Linked DNA regions of Danio rerio: region 1 is linked to region 2. Evidence: chromatin contacts called from public HiCAR-type data. All regions are on one chromosome and are shown on one strand. Each heading gives the region's core, a stretch centred on a gene start, on an enhancer-like site or on the middle of the called end of the contact. The rest is flanking DNA. Distances are from core to core; before and after follow the strand shown. Region 1 holds the start of smad3a (SMAD family member 3a). Region 2 has its middle 47 kb from the start of smad3a.

Region 1 (4,034 bases), core at 659-3,158, 47 kb after region 2:
TTTTCCAGGTCAATTTTTTCAATTACTTTCCCTATTGTGTGTGGAGTCACACGCGCGAGTTAAGGCTGATGTAAACCTGTGCATCCAACTCACACGCAGCATTGCGCGATAGCATACCCCACACCTGTGCAGTGTGTGTTTTAGTTTCAGTTGTTCAACGTTGATGTTCAATAAATAATCATAGACAGTAGATCATGTGTGTTTCCTTCAGTTATTTTAAAATTAAGTAATGCACCCTTCATTACAGCCTTCATTCACCCTTTATTACAGGTAAGAAATCTCTTACCTGTAATATGTGAGCATATTTACTGTACAAAACCCGTCAGTGAACTATGAGGGCAAAAATAAATAAATTAATAAATTAATTAATTAATAATCGTTCATTAATTGTAATCGAGTTGAAATGATAAATTAACCGAGATTTTGATTTTAGGCCAAATCACAGCCCTACTTTCAGGAGATTTGGCACCAAACAAAAGATGAGGAACAACATAGTTGTATCATTAAAGTTAACAAATAATCCCCTAAGATCTGTTGGTTTAATTGGCTATATATTAATTTGTGATGAAATCCAAGTGAACTTCTAGCTGATTATCTACTGAATCTGTGTATATATATATATATATATATATATATATATATATATATATATATATATATATATATATATATATATTTTTTTTTTTTTTTTTTTTTTTTTCAGAATGCATATGAAAAACCAAATGAACTTCTATAATAACTGGCTATGTGTAATATATACAACTCAAACAAGTAAACCAATGTTTTTCTATATTGGCTGAAGCTTGAAATGCCTCTTGAAACTAAAGGTCTGCTGAGTGTAAAGGCTTGTGGGCAACCCTCGAGTGGACCATACGGGCAAGACCTGTGGGCAGTTGGCCAGCATCGCACTGTGACATAACAGGATTAACCAGCCATTGCAAAACTCAGAGGGATAATAATAACAACAATACAATTCATACAACAACCCCGTCCACATGTACACTCTAATGAAGAAAAATAATAAGTACCAAATGTCTTATATATGCACCAACCAACCAAAATATAACTTAAAACACAAACATCGCAACACATCGTTTAGCCCAGATACAGCAGCTACAGCGCTCCTCAGATTAAGGTCGGGCTGTTATATAACCTCATCAGACAGTAAATGACAACCTCAGGCAAGGCAAATGTGTGTTTGTGAAAGCACATGAGAGAATAAAGTTGAAATAAATCAACTGGAGTGTCGGAATTTGATCAGAGAGCGAGATACGAGCTGCAGCACATAACGTTACAGTAATGAGACGCGGTTTATGAATTAACGTGATATGAGAAACACAAGAGTTGATTTCACAATAAAAGAGCCTCTGCTGGGCTTTTTCTTCAACTTCGCCGTGCTGGTGTTTAGCTTCAGTTTGAGACTGTCCGGACGGGTTCTGCTAAAATCAATCGTCACAACCCGATGCTTCTCTAAGTAAAGTCGAGGATGTTTTTAATGGCACTCACCGCGGTATTGTGATGCACTTGGTGTTGACATCCTGAGTTGTGATGGCTTTCTCTAGCTCGTCCAGCTGTCCCGTCTTCTTCAGCTTCTTCACTAGACTCTTAACGGCCTTTTCGCACCATTTCTCCTCCTGTCCGTTCTGCTCTCCCTTCTTCCAGCCCAGCAACCTCTTGACGATCGGCGGAGTGAAAGGTAAAATTGACATGTTGAATTCAGTTCAGCGTTCCTCTATTGCGCAGTCTCTCACGCAACTCGGAGGGAAATTAGGGATACTTTTTATCTTCAGCGTAATCCGAAGGTTTTGTGTCAAAGTAAACTGATTAGAGCATGGGAATAATATGAAGAAAAGTGAGAGGGACTTGAGACGTGACTGAGACACGGTCTCAAGTTCAGCGCTCAGCACAGCTCTCTCTGTCTGTCTGTCCCTTGAGATCGTCAGGCATAGCTCGCGCCACACACCGCTGCCAGGCCGTTCAGATCACTCCGCGTAAAAAATAGTTCCTCTGCATCCGGTCAGCACAACACTTTCTGCTGGTAATTAAAACAGATTCATTTAATTTAAAAAATATAATACCTCATCTGTGACTAATATGCAGTCAGTTCCTGAGCATTAATATTTTAGAAAGTGAGGTTTACTTAAATCTAAAGTCTTCCGCTGTTCTGCGTGCTGCGGCTCTCTGACGTAACGTTACTGAAGCTGACTGCACTCAGTGCTCTGATCATTTAAAAGTTTCAGTTTCAAAGTGCTTTAGAAATATGTGCAGAATATGTTTAGCAAATGTGTACAGCCACACCAAATGACGACTTTATATACTGATATCTTGATAAAGCATATTTTATGGTGGCCCCTTCATGAGGGTAGCATTTGACATCAACAAAATAGTTCTGTACATACACAATAAGATGAACAATATGCTATAGATTTAGGAACCATGTCATCTATTTAAGACAGGATTGAGTTGAACCTTCTGAAGTTTTATTGTCCCCTTCCTCCTGTGCTATTGTAAACACTCATAAAACCCGCCCAATAACCACAGTGACACACAGGAAACGGGTTATACAAAACCTTGCTTATCATTTACAGACTCAGTAAAAGTAATTACACTTTAATTCTCAAAAGAGTAAAGATGTTCACTTTTCTTCCTTCTACCTTTTCCACCCCCACTTTTTCTTTCAGCATAGCACTGTCTGTGTGAGAAGGGGATCCCACCAAACGCAGCATACAGTGTTTAATTAATCTGATACTGGGCATGGCCTGCTTTTTTTAGTGAGGGAGTGGGGATGAAAGATACAACGCTGAGTATGCAGCAGCCTTGCCTGTGCATGACAACAACAATTAATCATGTACGTCCCTAATGTTGTAGTAAATGCTCAAAATCCCAAAATGCAAGTCTCAAAAAACAACACTTTTTGAGGATGGGTAGATTGTATTTAGCTAATACATATGAGGTGGATTACATTATACTAAGTTTACTCTTTTACTTTTAAATTTTTAGTTATTCTAATGTGATGGCTTTGTTTCCCCCCTTTAATTGTTTATCTTGAATGTTTGTGTTTGACTTATATTGTGATCACAGACTGCTATCTTTAACACACACACACACACATACACACACAAACGCACACATGGACATATGCCGAAGGGAGTTTGGGTCAGAAATGTCAAGAGAAGTGTGTGCAGCCAAGGGCCAGCTGTTACATTCAAAATGCAAACACAAGCGCCTGCACTAGTCTGATTTGATTTATGCTTATCAGATTGAGCCCAGCATTTTCGTCCCTCTACACAAGACATATTTGGCAAGCAGGAAGCAATAAATAAAACAATGTGCAGTTTTGTGTTATTTTCTGAATTTTCTCATTTATAATAATATAAAGGCAAAAATAAAATTTAACATTGTAGGTCATTTGACCTTGGCCACACACGTTCACTCAGATTGGTGTATGGCAATCTTTGGTACGTTTAAAACAGTTCACAGGCTGTGCTAAAAATACGCTAGATCACAGCCCAGCATGGTTCTGCTTCTTCCTTTTATCTATTTTAAAGATCATCTGATGTATTTTTTTATAACATTTTCTTTCATTTTGTCCTCCCACGTGGTTATGGACAACGTATACTCATAACTGATGGATAAACAGATTCATCTGTGCACAGTTTAACACACTGCAGGAATCTAGAAGATCATGTGTTGAACACTGCATGACTAGATTTTTTTATTTATAATAATACTACTACTACTACTACTACTACTAATAATAATAATAATAATAATACCTTTTTTATTTATAGGAGCCTTTTAAAACACTCGAGGACACCTTACAATATGTCACAGGCACATCATAAAATACAAGACAGAGGAATAATAGACATAATATTAAACCAGAAAATCATTAAAAGCAATCCTGAACAGAAAGGTTTTAACCTGGTATTTAAAATTAAAAAAGAGTCCACCTGACGAATATCTAATGGCAGAGAAATCCATAACTGTGGTACTATGCAGCTAAAAACACTACCACCAAATGATTTCATCCT
Region 2 (4,002 bases), core at 631-3,130:
ACATGAGAAATCATTTTGTTTGAGGAAAGATTTTAATAATTTTTTTGCCATTGCATATACAGTATGGGCTATGTATACATCTCATACGTCTGCTTCACACACACTGATGCATCTTTAAATGCTAAACAACATGTAATGTAAAATCTGTGGGTTTTCCAAAATACCTCTTCAAGTATTTGTTTATGCAGCTCAATATTACAGATTTTTGAACTATGGTAACTTTTTTTGTTTAAACTGTTACTAAATTGTTAACCAAATTTCATTATCAGAGCAGTATGTACAGTGCTGTGAGTGCACCACTTGACCACTTGCACATTCAATTGTTTTTGCATTACTTAAATTCTAAGTAGTCAACAATAGTGAAAAATCTTTATTTGATAATAATTTTAATAAAACCTGGTGCATTGGAAAAAATAGCTGACATAACCAAATTATTTTAGGTGTTACCATATGAAGTAAGTTTTTATTAAACAATTTTTTCACTGTTCAGAGTCCCACAAGGTGTAAACAAGGTGTAGTTTGTCCACAAAGTTTTCACACTCAGAAAAAAAAAGAGAACAAGAACAACATACTACTGAAGACAGCAAATACAACAGACACATGTTGATGAATGCATGTGTGAGGGGATTAAAAAGTGTCCACAAGTATTTTAAACAATTAAAATGATAGATATTCACACAAGTGGATAACTATGATTAAAGAACGATCTTGATCTAAAGCAGGGCCAGATTTAGTGATTTGGAGCCCTAAGCAGTTCCAGCCATGGGGCCCAACAGTCTTAAAATGCACTCTTTCTACTTTTATTTAATGTTTATTTACAGTTCAGTTGATACGGAGTAAACAAATCCACTAGAGCTGCAAAATGAATCAACGCAACTAAATGTAATTAAAGTGATTAATTATACATGTTATTTTCCCTATGCAAAGTATAATCTCACAGACATCTTAATTCTTTTTTATTCCTCTGCTAAAAAAAAAAAAAAAAAAAAAAAACTATATAATCTAGGCTATCACAGATGCCTTAAAGTTTCCAAAAGAAGAATAATTAGAAAAAATTGACACCCGTTAAAACCAGCGCATTTTAATGGTGTTTAGGAACATTGTGGGGCCCAACAGTCCTAAAATGCACGCTTTATACTTATATTGAATTTCTATTTATTAAGATGTTTTTTTTTAATATCACATAAGCTATGTTCTATCTTAATGCAATCTCTACTTTTTAAATGATTAGTTTCCTTAAAATTAATTTACAACTAAAAATTATTATATATATATATATATATATATATATATATATATATATATATATATATATATATATATATATATATATATATATAAAATTTGACTGTTGGACCGCTCTATGGGGGTAGTGGACAAATTTGTGCAGATGTAATATTTTATTTTTGAATATTATTATTACATGACATTAAATGAATATAATAACATTATATTTTAAGTTATAGTAAATTATATTTAATTGCGTTACAATTTAAATAGTTTGACTCACCATACAAAATACGATCAAAAACAATGTTATATATAGTTTATAGGTATAATTTATACTTCTAGATATTTATTGGGGGCCCCAAGATTTCCTGGGGTCTTAAGCGGCCGCTTACCTCGCTTATTAATTAAATCCAGCCCTGCTCTAAAGTAATCACAGACTGACTTTGACTTTTACAATATGGTGCACAGCTTACATCTAACTGCCCATACAAACAGCTGCTAATGAGGCATCTATGTATGTACATCTATGGTCCATGCATCATTTACCATTTGCACCAGGTGATTCACTAAAGTCACCAAACACCTGGACAACTTCAATGTGAGCAGGTTGTTCCACTCTTTAACCTCCGTTTACTGATAAACAAACATTTAGCGAAGACGTATGTGTGGTTTACCGAAATTCCAGTGCCTCCCTGCCCTTAGGGTCTTCTGAACAAAGAAAGCTTTCATTTTTTCAGCAAGTGAAAAATGTACGCGCTAGGTCACAGGCCAGGCTAATGTATCTGTATCCTAGCATTGCATTTTTATGGCATTGTCATAAAATAAGCAGAACAAGACAGTGTGTGTACATGAACAAAATCAAAAGAGAAAGCATTTTTTCATTTACATATTTATTAAAAGTACAACAATAACAAACAATATTGTTTCTCTTGACAACCTTTAAAGATGAAGAGAAATTATGATAAAGATTATATACTTGTACAAAGAAGAAATCTAACATGTCAAGCACAACAATCACCACTAAGTCACAAAGTCGATGAACGTGAAAGTTGAACACAAGCACAATAAATGCACATTACTTAAAATTTATTCAACAATTTGTTGAAAAGAATTTGAGATTTGATTTTTTTTCCTCTCAAAGAAAACATGTGTTTACTTATAGACAATAAATCATTTCCTGAATAATACCAGTACCTTCTGTTTTGTCTATACAGGATGACATTAAGAGGTTTCAAATGCATTTCAAGGAATCCAATTCATACAATAACTTTATCAAAGTAAAGTCATAGAGCGTCTAAAGCACACAACAGTCCTTATGAACATTAATGCACGCAGATGTCAGACATCTTTTCTACCGTCAACGCAACTTTCTCTCATGATTCCTTGGGAGACCAGAGATTTGAGACGGCATGCAAAGAGCACTGATCACAAGTACATGATCTGGCTTTCACAAAGCCCACTGTGACCTTTCCCTTCATCAAGCCCTTCTCCATATCCTACGAGCATCCGACGTATAAAAATACAGGGTTAACATTACAAAAACCTGCCAGCAGTACACAGCCCCAATCCCACCCCTACTCAACGCTTACAAACACAGAGGTAAGAGCATTCTGAAAAAATATTTGGTAGCAAAATAGAGTCTACAGTACAAATGGCATGAATTTCAGAAAATAGGCATGCATAATCCATTTATCAGACATATTTACAAAGATCACACCCCTGAGCGGCCCAACCCTGGACAACCCACTTACTCAATGCATCAGGGCTTAAACGTAAGCTTTGTCGTGCTGCTGTCACTGACTTACAGGTACAAAAACAGCCACTGTGGTGGTACTTTTTACAAAGGTACTCTTTTGAAGGTATCAACATGGACCATATGCCACACAGACAGCTTTTGTACCTTTATTTCAGAAAGTGTTTGTACGAATAAATTTGTCATTCATATATATGCTTGATATAGATAGATAGATAGATAGATAGATAGATAGATAGATAGATAGATAGATAGATAGATAGATAGATAGATAGATAGATAGATAGATAGATAGATAGATAGATAGATAGATAGATAGATAGATAGATAGATAGATAGATCTTTTTAATTTCTGTTTCTGTTAATGATTTATTAGCGACCACAACAATCTCTTTAAAAAAAAAAACGACTCACAAAGTGAAATTCTAAATTATTTTGGTCTGTTGCTTGGGAAGACTAAAAAAAAATAATGAAAAACCCTAAAATAGCAACAGGAAACATTTAAACTATTTTTGACCACCTCAGATTGCCTCATTTTGTTGGAAGAATGCTCTTTTGTAAATAATTCATTTGGTATAATTTGTATCATTATTTTAATGTATTTTTGTTGGTCAGTTATCTACAAAATAAACAAAAACAATGAATACATTTTAGGTGCAGTGAGGTGCAAAAAATAATTTTTGGCCTTAATTACATTCAAATAGGCATATTATAACATTAAATATTCAGTATTTTTTAGTATTTCTGACAAACTTCTTTATAATTTGAGATATAAATTACTGTATCGCAATACTACTTAGTGTCCAGATACTTTAGCCAGTATAGTATCGTAAGATTTATTAATGGTATCGTGACAACCCTAATTATATATATATATACTGCAAGAGAGAGAGAGAGAGAGAGAGAGAGAGAAAGCGAGAGAAAGAGAGAGATAGAGAGAGAGAGAGAGAGAGAGAGAGAGAGAAACATTTCAAATTATGTGTAAAAATATTTATCTCTTGTAGTTTACAGTCAATTCA

Evidence for each region. HiCAR-type assays count read pairs that join an accessible place to other places.
Region 1: a HiCAR-type map of caudal fin shows a contact between it and region 2, with 6 times the contacts expected there. The contact joins the promoter of smad3a here to the enhancer-like site in region 2. A contact is called at or near these places in 12 of 18 Hi-C or Micro-C datasets (caudal fin, embryo, fibroblasts and 4 more) and 1 of 4 datasets of contacts at active chromatin or transcription factors (caudal fin).

Annotation. Positions count from the first base shown.
Region 1 is chr7:34,225,185-34,229,218 of GRCz12tu, forward strand. smad3a (SMAD family member 3a) reads right to left here and starts at 1,909. Exons shown (of 9, transcript NM_131571.2): 1 at 1,507-1,909. The coding sequence starts at 1,709.
Region 2 is chr7:34,178,196-34,182,197 of GRCz12tu, forward strand. No RefSeq gene overlaps it. Among named protein-coding and RNA genes, the nearest start is that of smad3a, 47 kb to the right of the region's middle. Within about 2 kb of position 1,881, at least 5 of the 62 cell types and tissues checked have an H3K27ac peak or open chromatin away from gene starts, as enhancers often do. A contact at or near this core is called in caudal fin, where this site is marked.